Linked DNA regions of Mus musculus: all the other regions are linked to region 3. The links are chromatin contacts, called in public Hi-C and promoter capture Hi-C maps. All regions are on one chromosome and are shown on one strand. Each heading gives the region's core, a stretch centred on a gene start, on an enhancer-like site or on the middle of the called end of the contact. The rest is flanking DNA. Distances are from core to core; before and after follow the strand shown.

Region 1 (3,181 bases), core at 660-3,159, 740 kb before region 3:
AAGAAGGGTTAAAAAGAATAGTTTATAAAGTGAATCTGATCGGTGCATATCGTACTAATGTGTAGGCATGTCACAATGAAAACCCCAACTGTGTAATAAAAATACACTGGTTAAAAACACTGGTAGTTCATGTGTGACAGGAGCACACTGGCTCTCCTGGATTCCTGAAGACACTGAGACCTCTTGTGGTAACTCGGCCATAGAATGCTCACCACATGAGGGAAGAATCCTTGTTCCTATCCCCAGCAACACTCACACACATGAGATGTGTATAACATGTTTGCAGAGAGAGGAAGACACTAAGAAACTGATTTTTAATTTACTAATTTAATTTAATTTTAATTTGGGTGTACTGGGGAACCCAGGGATCACAGGATGGAAAGACACCCGAAGTGTGTCGAGGGCCACAGTGGGGACTAGACAATGGGGATGGAGGGTGAGGCCTCCTGGCTCAGCCCTTCTGGAAGTACCTGGGACAGAGACCTCACCCTCCTTCCCAAACCCAGCACAGGGGAGAGAACATGGGGTCATTACCTTGTAGTTCAAAATCCTGGCAGTTGGTGTTGTGGCACTGCTTAGTACTGGAGAGATGCGGGCTAACACCCACACACTCCAGAAAAGAAACAGACAGCCGGAAAACAAACAAACAAAAACAAACACGCCGACAATCTTATTTAGAAACTCTCCTTCCTGGTCGAAAGCCCAGCACTCCCTGACACTGCCCTGGACCTTTCCACAGCACAGAGCTGGGCTGAGAAATAAAGTTAGTGATCACTCAGGAGGTGGCCTGTGGAACTAAGGAGCCGGGGTCTAATTGTATTTTATTTTAATTTGGTTTTATGTGACAGTGTGATACGTTTTTTTAAAAAATGTAATTTAGTTTTCTGCTGCTGCTTTCCAGACTTGCAATCCCTAAAGCCCTTGGGATGGCTGAGGTGATGTGTATGCTAATGAGTTGACTCCACTGGTGGCTCAGGACATCCTAAAGATGGATGCCCGTTGCCAGGGAAACCAGGATTTGAGGTCTGGCACTCCAGCTCCATACCCCTGCCCTACCTGAACCTGAGGGACCTGAACCTGAGGTTGACCTTGACGCAATCAGACCATGAAACCCCCACAAAAACACTTAAAAGCCACAATTCAGTAGGCTTCCGGGCTGAAGAGCTGTAAGGATTTCAGGGATACGGGATGAGCCTGGTGAGGTCCCTGAAGCCTCCCACCCCTTTCCACCTTTTTCTCACAGATGGCAACCTGCATTTGTCCCCTTTGTAATAAACTGACAATAGGGTCAGTAGACCACTTTCCAAAGTTCTGGTTGATGCTCTGGTAAAGGTGCAGACTTGAGGGGAGTCTCGGGGCATCCTCTGTGCAGCCATGTCAGACAGAAACTCTGGCTAACTTGTGACCTTTTCTCAGTTAGCACCTGAAGTTGGAGGTGGTCTGAGGGACTGGAGCCCTACCAGTGAGATAGGAGACTATTTCCAGGCAAATAAAGGCAGAGTAGAGTAACTTAGCATCTCCCCTCTGTCAGTGTCTGCACAGGCTTGCTTGTTCTAAGGGGGAAAAAAAATCCACACATTTCAGTGACAGCAGAAGACATGAGCCAAAAAAAGAGAAAAGAATGTTGTGAGATATTGTTGTTGTTTTGTTTTTCCTGAAAACCATTTAGGGTCCTGTGGATCTCTAAGCTTTACTATGTTAATGTTGGGGTTTTAGAAAGGGCAAGTTTCCAAGGGAATGAGAGAAGAGACTCCAGGCACCAGGCAGAGGCATAAATAGGTGCCTCATTTGACCTGGCTGCTGACCCTGTTTGGAGTCTTCCAGGTCCCAGAGGCCAGCACTGGGAGAATGGGAGTGAGCGAGGACACCTCTTCTGGCTCCCTGCAGGCTCCGGAGAAGTCCGCTCTTTCCTTTGTGTCACCAGAGTCTCTCCCTTCCTCCAAAGGGCTTTCTGACAGGGAGAAGGGTTGGTTGCTAGGAGACTGAATTGCCTTTTCAAGTAGAGTACTTTAGACAGAAACAATTCGTGTGATTTTCTTCCTTAGTAAAATGAAAATCGGTGTAACATTGGCGGGCGCTGCTTTGTGTGGACGCTCTCTACTTCTCTGTGTATTTGGTTTTGCAATCACGACTCCTTTCATTTGCTTTTCCCACTGCTTCCCGCCGCCCGCAAGAAAGACAACAAAAACCGATTGCTCTTTTGGTTGTCTTTTATAGAGAAAAACATTCCCAGGCTTGTTCCCAGGCAGGGCGAGGTGATATTTAGCCAGCTTTGCTCCCTAGGGAGCTGGAGTAGGGGTGAGAAACAAAAATAACAATTCAATGGAATTGAAAATCACAGACTGACACCTATTAAAACTTATTGGTTTTGCGTGCACCGGCTTGTTTCATGCAGCTATTTCTTACTTTGATTTTCTCGAATTTGTAAAATCATGCTGTCTGAACAGATCATGTAATGCGTGAAGAAGCTACAAGTTAGACAAAGTTGCTGACTTCCAAACACTGATCTGTTACAGGACAGTAAGAGCAGACAGGGTGACACCGCTGGACATTTGAGTGGTCTCTCCTAAGGAGAAGAGGGGACGCAAGAGAGAGAGAGAGAAAAAGGAGCTGTGTCAAATGAGAGTTCCCTTATAGTCAGTAAATGCCATGTCTTACTTTCAGTAAATGTCCGTTAAAAACAAATATTAATAATGAGAATAAAGACAGTAGCTTAGCCAATAAAGTTATTCCAAATTCCATAACTTTTGCTTTTAAACCAAATTGTAGTATTAAAAAAAAAGCTTCTAGAGTGCCATATTGTTTGTGAAGGTCGCCGATGTTGACAGCCTGAAGCTCAAGGACTTTCTTTGAACATTTGAGCAGTAGGAGAGTCTCCAAGACAGGAGAGGGGGCTTTCCCTCCTCTCCCCACTTGCCCGCTATCTCAGAAATCTGTCTCCTTTCTGTTCCATTTCTTATAACATCTTTGTTTCATCTGTGAACTACACTAAGTGCTTGGGGGAACAGAGAAGGGGCCCTGGTGCAGGCTCGCATGGAAACAATGAAACAGAATGGGCCGAAGGCATCTGTACCACCAGCTCTCAGCTTGAAAGTGGCCACAAGTCCCATTTAGAATCTCTCATCCTCCGCTAATTAGACTTGCTTCTCCTTTAAGTGCCAGCATTCTAAAGAGCATGCCG
Region 2 (3,183 bases), core at 8-2,507, 720 kb before region 3:
GGCATGTCATAAAGGCTTTTGCAGAAATGCTAAGGGATGAGAAAGAACTCCATTGAATGAGGGTAGCACCGTGCCTCCGGCTGGGGTCCCAGACTAAATATAGCGGAGAATAGAAGTTGAGTCGCAACCTTCACCTCTCTCTGCCCCTTGTGAATGTGATGAGGTCATCCACCTCATGTCCCTGCCTCCATGTCTTTCCTACCATAACGATCTGGATCTCTCTACACTGCAGGCTCAAATCCTCCCTCCCTTAAGTTGCTTCTTGGTAGAGGTTTGATCACAGCAACAAGAAAAAAAAATAACTAATGTGTCAGGGAAACAGACAATAAAAAATAAATCTGTAAAATAAAAATGACATAACAGGCCTGAGAGTGTGTCTGGGAGTGCTTTCCTAGTATGCATAGATCAATCCCAAGGACTCATAAAACAGGACACTTGTAATTCCAGCATTTGGAAGATAGGCAGGAGGATCATACATTCCAAGTCATCTTTGACTATGTAGCAAGCTTGAATTCAGCCTGGGACACAACACACACATACACACACACACACACACACACATACACTAACACAGAAATATACACTCACATTCACACACAAACTTACGAATGCACACACACTCACACACGTGAACATATACACAAACGCACACTCACATATGAACACTCACCACACACACTCATTCTCACACACACACTCACATGCACATACACAGTAATCCTGGAGAAAAATGAAGCAGAATTAAGAAGTTGTTTTGGGTTGTTATATGCTTGGAGTGAGAAGATTCTGATTTTAAAACGGGTAAAACGTTTGCTTTCTGTCATTCCTTCAACTAAGAAAGAGAATTTTAAAGTTCTAATTTTTACTAAATTAAGCCCAAATAGGCAGTTCTTACAAATATCTCTATTTGGTACATTAAAATCATTAGATAACCAAGTTCCAATATATCTTGCAAAACAGATTTGTTTATTAATATTACAGAATTGCAAAGGAACTTAAACACACTGCTTAATCACTTGTCTAAGGACAGCTGTACTGACGGGCAATTGACAAAATGTGTGCATTGAACGTGTATGGGATTTGGTCCATATACACTGTGAAGTTATCAATATAATTACTATTTCCATCACCTGAGAGATGTTCTTCTAGTGTATGTTTTTTATATATGAGTGTTTTCCCTGCCTTCACCTGTGCACCATGTACATGCAGTACCCACAGAAGCCAGAAGAGGACGACATATCCCCTGGAATTAGAGTTAGAGACGCTTGTAAACTGATATGGCTCTTGTGGAAGAGGAACCAGATACTCTTAATCTCTGAGCCATCTCTCCAGCCCCTAGTCACTATGTGTGTGGTGAGAACTGCGAAGATCCGAAGATCCGTTCTCTCAGGCGACTTCAAGTGCACAGTACGTGATTCCTAGCACTCACAATGTGAGCACATACAGCCCCAGGGCTTTCTCATCCTGACACCTTGGGCAAGCCCCTCCCCCAGTTCCCATTTGGCGGCCCTTCCAAAGACTTCAGAGCACTTGTGTACACGCCGATCAGCGAAACTGAAAGGGGTAATTTCATACTTGGCAACAAACTGCACATGCCAGAATTGCTCAGCACTTGACATTTCTACAAACAGAGCTGAGAACATACATGAAAGAACAAAGTCAAGAGAGAGGAAGAAAAAAAAAAAAACCAAAAAACTAAAAACTTGGCAATCTGTTACATGGAAGGCATCCATACATTTGAAAGCAATTATTAAAGATCTGACGGGTTTTGGGGGAGGATGGAAAGTTGAAGTTGCTTCCTAGAGAATGGAAGGACGGCTCAGTGGTTAGGGGGTCATCTTGCTCTTGCAGTGGACAACAGTTTGGTCCTGAGGACTCCTATCAGGCAGCTCGCACCCATCTGTAGCTCCAGGTCCTGGTGGACTTCACACCTCTGGCTTCCTCTGGCACCTACACTCACACAAGCCCACACACAGACATGTAGACACACATAATATTGCATCCCAGCGTAATCAACCGCTTCAGCTGAAAAACTGACAACATAAAAGGAAAAAGGAAGAGTGAATCTCCATTGTTGTCTTTCCATTCTTCATGTTCCCTGGTGACACAGCACCATAAAGAAAGGCAGCGGCAGCGTGGGTAGGAAGAGCAGCTCAGAGGGACGGTCCTTGCAGTCCTGAAAAGGTGCAGCTAGAAACAATTAAGTTTGGTGCATTTTCCACTGTTCCAGTTAGCACCAAAACGCATAGGCAGATATGAGCTATGAAATACAAATTGTAAGTGTGGTGAGTTTGCATGTGAATGAAGGGCTTATATTTGCATCTAAATGAACACTGCATGATGGAAAAATAAATGTTAAGATGCATGCTAATATTTATTTATTTATTTTTATTTAAAATTTTAAGTAGCACACTCACACACACGAAAACAGTATCAGGAAAAAAGGGGCAAAGCTTTCTGCTGAAGTGCCTACTGCTAATGGCACCTTCTGTCTGATCTGTAAACAGCAGGCCTTGAATTTTCATTTTGCTCTGAGCCATGTAAATTATGTAACTGGTTTTAGTTTTAAGTATTATGTGCTGATCTATGTAACCTCATGGGGGTCATGCCAGGCATACAGCAAGTGTTTTGTGAGCATTCATTTTGACCGTTATTATCATGACTAATGTATTTAGAAAGGCAAAATAAGTCTGCACATTACTAGCAAAGACATCAGCTACAACAGAAATGTTAAAGAGGTGGTTTGCATGAATAGCTCCTGCTTACGTGTAGTTCATGAATGGATACAATATGCCCTTTATGTAAACCCAAGCTTTTGCCCATTTTCTAAAAAATGTATTACTTATTTGACAACTTTGTTTTTTAATTTCTGAAAAACTGTGGGGAAAAATACCTGTAATTTACAACAAAGAAACATCAGAATGGCTCAAGACTAGAGCTAATGGGTAATTGACTTGCTTAACAAATTAGGAGTACTGAATAACTTAGGGTCTCTCCTCCAAATACATCAGAAACCATCTAGCAGGTGTCTCCTATGTGGTTCATTCTAACGTATACAAGTCCCATTCAGTCAACATCTCACAAATAACGGTTGGAGAGGCACACAAGGGAACGGTACTTAGCAGCAAAAAGGAGCACTCCTCGAAAACACTGTTTAAGGGGAAGAAATCAGTGGCTAAAGAC
Region 3 (3,349 bases), core at 399-2,898:
GAATTGAGCCATTTCCTCGGGACTGGTAAATAAATAGGAAGTGACTACTAGTATTAGATAGATTAATTGCAGGTTACAATCTTCGCTAAATGCTAATGAATGATAGGGGCATCAATTTAATTGGATTTACTAGAAACTGACATTCTGTTACAGATGCCTACATTTTGAGGGAGGGAAGTGCTTAGGTTTGACAAGCATGACAGGCTACTTTGATAGCCTACCACTGAGGCAGACCCTCAGCCTCAAACTGGTCCTTGAAGTGTATTACAGAGATGGGCATAATGTGATAAACACGGGAACAAGAGTTGGATGCAGCATTGGCACAGTCAGACCTTGTGACGCTTACGACAGAAAACCAAAATCTAAAGAGAGCCAAGCTCTGAAGTCGCTCTTTGGCTTGCAACTTAGAAACCAAATATTGAAGACAGGATCCTACAGAGAGGGGTGTTTCAATACTGGAGCCCAAAGTTGACAGATGACCTACAACACACTAACAGTGAAGCAAGAACTCCTCCCACGTCATGCCAGATCTTGTGAGAACCAGCAAGGGCTAGGCAGCAGCATAATCAAAACCAAATGCTTTGCAGCGTTTTACCTGAAAGGAAGTTCTCTTGGTAGCCTTTGGACTCTTGGTGTACGCCAAAGTTGTGCTGAAGATTTCATCGGACATGGTGTGTCCTTTTTCTCTGCTTTTATACAACAGTTAATAAATTACTGAAATAATTCATTCAACCTCTGATGGTGGCTGAAATATACATATAAATATTTTAAAGAATTAGACGTTTTTACATGATCAAGACACTGTTCCTGGGATTAGTGCCCCACAACCCCGCTCCAAAGAGAAATCGCTCTAATCATTGTACAATATATTCACCTAAAAACGTTAAGAGCGTTTTATGTTAAGTACATAAAAATTTCACAACAAATTGGTTTTCACGAAAAGAAAATCCATGAGGAAGTTATTACTGTTCTACATCCACTAGAAGGATGAATGAACTACATAATAACAAAATGTTGCCAAACAATTTCACTTTCCATTATTAAAAACACACAGCATTGCGGACGCCACCACGACTTAGTTCAAGCTGCAACCAAGAGGACTGTCAAGGTTCCCAGCCCCGGAAATGGCTTGCACATAACAGTATTCAAAACGATGCTTAACCACAAGCAGCAGCGACATTTTCCCAAACCATTCGTTTGCTGTTACACACACATCTCCACACTAAGTTGCAGCACATCAGGCTTCCAGCGCGCGACGTCGGAGGCCCATTTGGATCGCCGGCCACCGCCCAGAGCTCCCCGGGCTGGCCAGGCGGCGTCCGCATCCCAGCTCCGCGCGGCTCCCGGCCCAGCACGCGCCAGGGCCCCGCACACCCAGCACGGTCCCCTCCGTTCCTCCACGTACCACGGCCCGCGCCTCCTGCATCCACCCCGCTCCCCGTGCACCCGGGCCCCTGTGACCACCTGAGAACCCAGCGGCTATGCTCTAGCACAGGTGTCGCCCCCGGCCCGGGCCTCGCGGTCTGGGAAACCAGGTATTGGAATAACCTGGAGGCGGGGCAAAAGATGGAGGCAGAAGGCGGTTGCTAGGCAACAGCGTCCCCGGGAGGAAGTGACTTCCAACCGCCTGGTCTCTTGGGTACCCAACACCGCCTTTCCGCCGGCGTCGCTGGGACAACCGCACAGACCAAGGAAGTGACATCACTGGTGGAGGTGTTGGGAGCGCGGTGCCCTATCAGCTTGTGTGCAATGGCTGTTACCTAGGAAACAAGACCGGCCCTCTGCCATCACGCCACAAGGAACCTTGATTGCCCCTGCTCAGAGTCCTTGTTTATAGGCAGGTATTGCGTGACCACGATGCAAAGCTTCCTTTTGCTAGTTAGAACGTGGAATGCGTGAGTCAGTGCAGTGTCAGCGGACTCAACAGAACGACGTAGTAGTGACGTTTGCAATCGTCGGAGTTAAACTGCACGTTTGATTCTTGGAATATGCAAAATAAGATCTCTATGATTTGATAAGAAACTAATAAGACTGTCTCCTTAAAGGATTGCAGTGAATACCGAATACAATATATAGCGAAATATTGGGAAATGTTTAGAATCGCATTCAGTTAATATTACATAGGAGCGTTTCTTGTAAGTAATGCAGTTGGGGGGGGGGGGGCGGAGGAGGAGGAGGCAGAGAGTAGGGGTAGGGGTGTGTGTGCTAAAGTATCCCATAAGCACACACAGCCCAGAGCCTGTTTTACATCTTTGGTGAAAAGTTTACCCTTTCTATATTTAGTAGATAATCTGGTTAAAAAGAAGTCAGCAAATAAAACACAGGGGAGAAGGCTGGAAAAAGTACTGCTGACAGTATCACTATCTTTGCCATTTAATAATTTATTAATACACAAAACACTTAAACTTTTAAAGTTACACAGACTTCATCTATTTTTAACTTGAAAAAGGTATGTCGAAATCAATTCATTAACAAGTGACTAAACTTGTTTCTGTATCTCCACAATGTTTCTTTTAAAAAATAACCCTGACAAATAGATCTTTAAATACACAAAAACAAATATGAAGTTCAGTGAGAAAAAGGTTTCTAAGTAATATTTGCAATAACTCCTTTAAAAAGCCTAGTTTAAGTTTTTCAACTTGTTCTTGGTTGGTAAATTTGTTTTGGCTAATTATGTTGTTTTTAACTATTTTTAAGTGAATATCTGCATAAGGAAAAGATTTTCTATTTTCACCAGTTACTGTTAGCTTTTCTATCCTACATTTTATTAACATCTATGATTCTGATAAAGGCCCTGTACCCACGGCGGGTACCCAAATGGGAAGAACTAATTTTTAGATAATGTGTAAGGGCTCTATTCATTTGGTATTCATTTAACTGATATAACTTTAATGTAGGCATGACTTACAAAAATAAACTTACAACAACATCAATGATAGAGAACACTGAGTTCCCAGCTACCAATAGGGCCGGGTTGCACACAATGGGAATGGGTTTCGGATGGTTGTTTGCCACAAGCACAAAGTGAGAGGCTCTAAAGAGAATTCTTTCTAGCAGCAATTCAGTTGTTACACATGTGAGTTTGAGTTGAGTACTAAGTATGGGAGAGAAGGCTGGACCTGAAGTCCAGTATATGGACCCACCTAACCATGGTTTTGAGTGGCTCAGCACAGGAACTGCTTTTAGTTAGTGCTCAAGATAATTTACTGTCAGTGATTCTTCAGGTTGCCTTTTGGTTTTGGTGTGTGTGTGTCTTTGTGTGTGTGCATGTGTGCACCTGCATGAGCACCTGTGCATGCCTGCATGTGTTTGGGCAGGATATAGGGTAGACGAAGACCCCTTTTCATAT

Evidence for each region. Promoter capture Hi-C pulls out the DNA fragments that hold promoters and counts their contacts. A called contact is a pair of places that touch in the nucleus more often than the background predicts.
Region 1: a promoter capture Hi-C map of hippocampal neurons shows a contact between it and region 3, with 2.4 times the contacts expected there. The contact joins the enhancer-like site here to the promoter of Map9 in region 3. A contact is called at or near these places in 4 of 39 promoter capture datasets (embryonic stem cells, hippocampal neurons and liver), 1 of 15 datasets of contacts at CTCF or cohesin (large pre-B cells), 2 of 484 Hi-C or Micro-C datasets (the G1E-ER4 cell line and liver) and 2 of 115 datasets of contacts at active chromatin or transcription factors (astrocytes and stem cell-derived neural progenitor cells).
Region 2: a Hi-C map of the G1E-ER4 cell line shows a contact between it and region 3, with 3 times the contacts expected there. The contact joins the enhancer-like site here to the promoter of Map9 in region 3. A contact is called at or near these places in 5 of 39 promoter capture datasets (embryonic stem cells, hippocampal neurons, liver and 2 more), 1 of 15 datasets of contacts at CTCF or cohesin (large pre-B cells), 9 of 484 Hi-C or Micro-C datasets (B cells, CD8 T cells, the G1E-ER4 cell line and 3 more) and 4 of 115 datasets of contacts at active chromatin or transcription factors (astrocytes, embryonic stem cells, stem cell-derived neural progenitor cells and 1 more).

The regions. Positions count from the first base shown.
Region 1 is chr3:83,097,674-83,100,854 of GRCm38.p6, reverse strand. No RefSeq gene overlaps it. Among named protein-coding and RNA genes, the nearest start is that of Dchs2, 28 kb to the left of the region's middle. Within about 2 kb of position 1,909, at least 71 of the 459 cell types and tissues checked have an H3K27ac peak or open chromatin away from gene starts, as enhancers often do. A contact at or near this core is called in astrocytes, hippocampal neurons and stem cell-derived neural progenitor cells, where this site is marked.
Region 2 is chr3:83,079,020-83,082,202 of GRCm38.p6, reverse strand. No RefSeq gene overlaps it. Among named protein-coding and RNA genes, the nearest start is that of Plrg1, 25 kb to the right of the region's middle. Within about 2 kb of position 1,257, at least 53 of the 459 cell types and tissues checked have an H3K27ac peak or open chromatin away from gene starts, as enhancers often do. A contact at or near this core is called in the G1E-ER4 cell line and trophoblast stem cells, where this site is marked.
Region 3 is chr3:82,356,371-82,359,719 of GRCm38.p6, reverse strand. It overlaps Map9 (microtubule-associated protein 9), which reads right to left and starts at 1,648. Exons shown (of 14, transcript NM_001081230.1): 1 at 1,465-1,648; 2 at 596-745. The coding sequence starts at 670.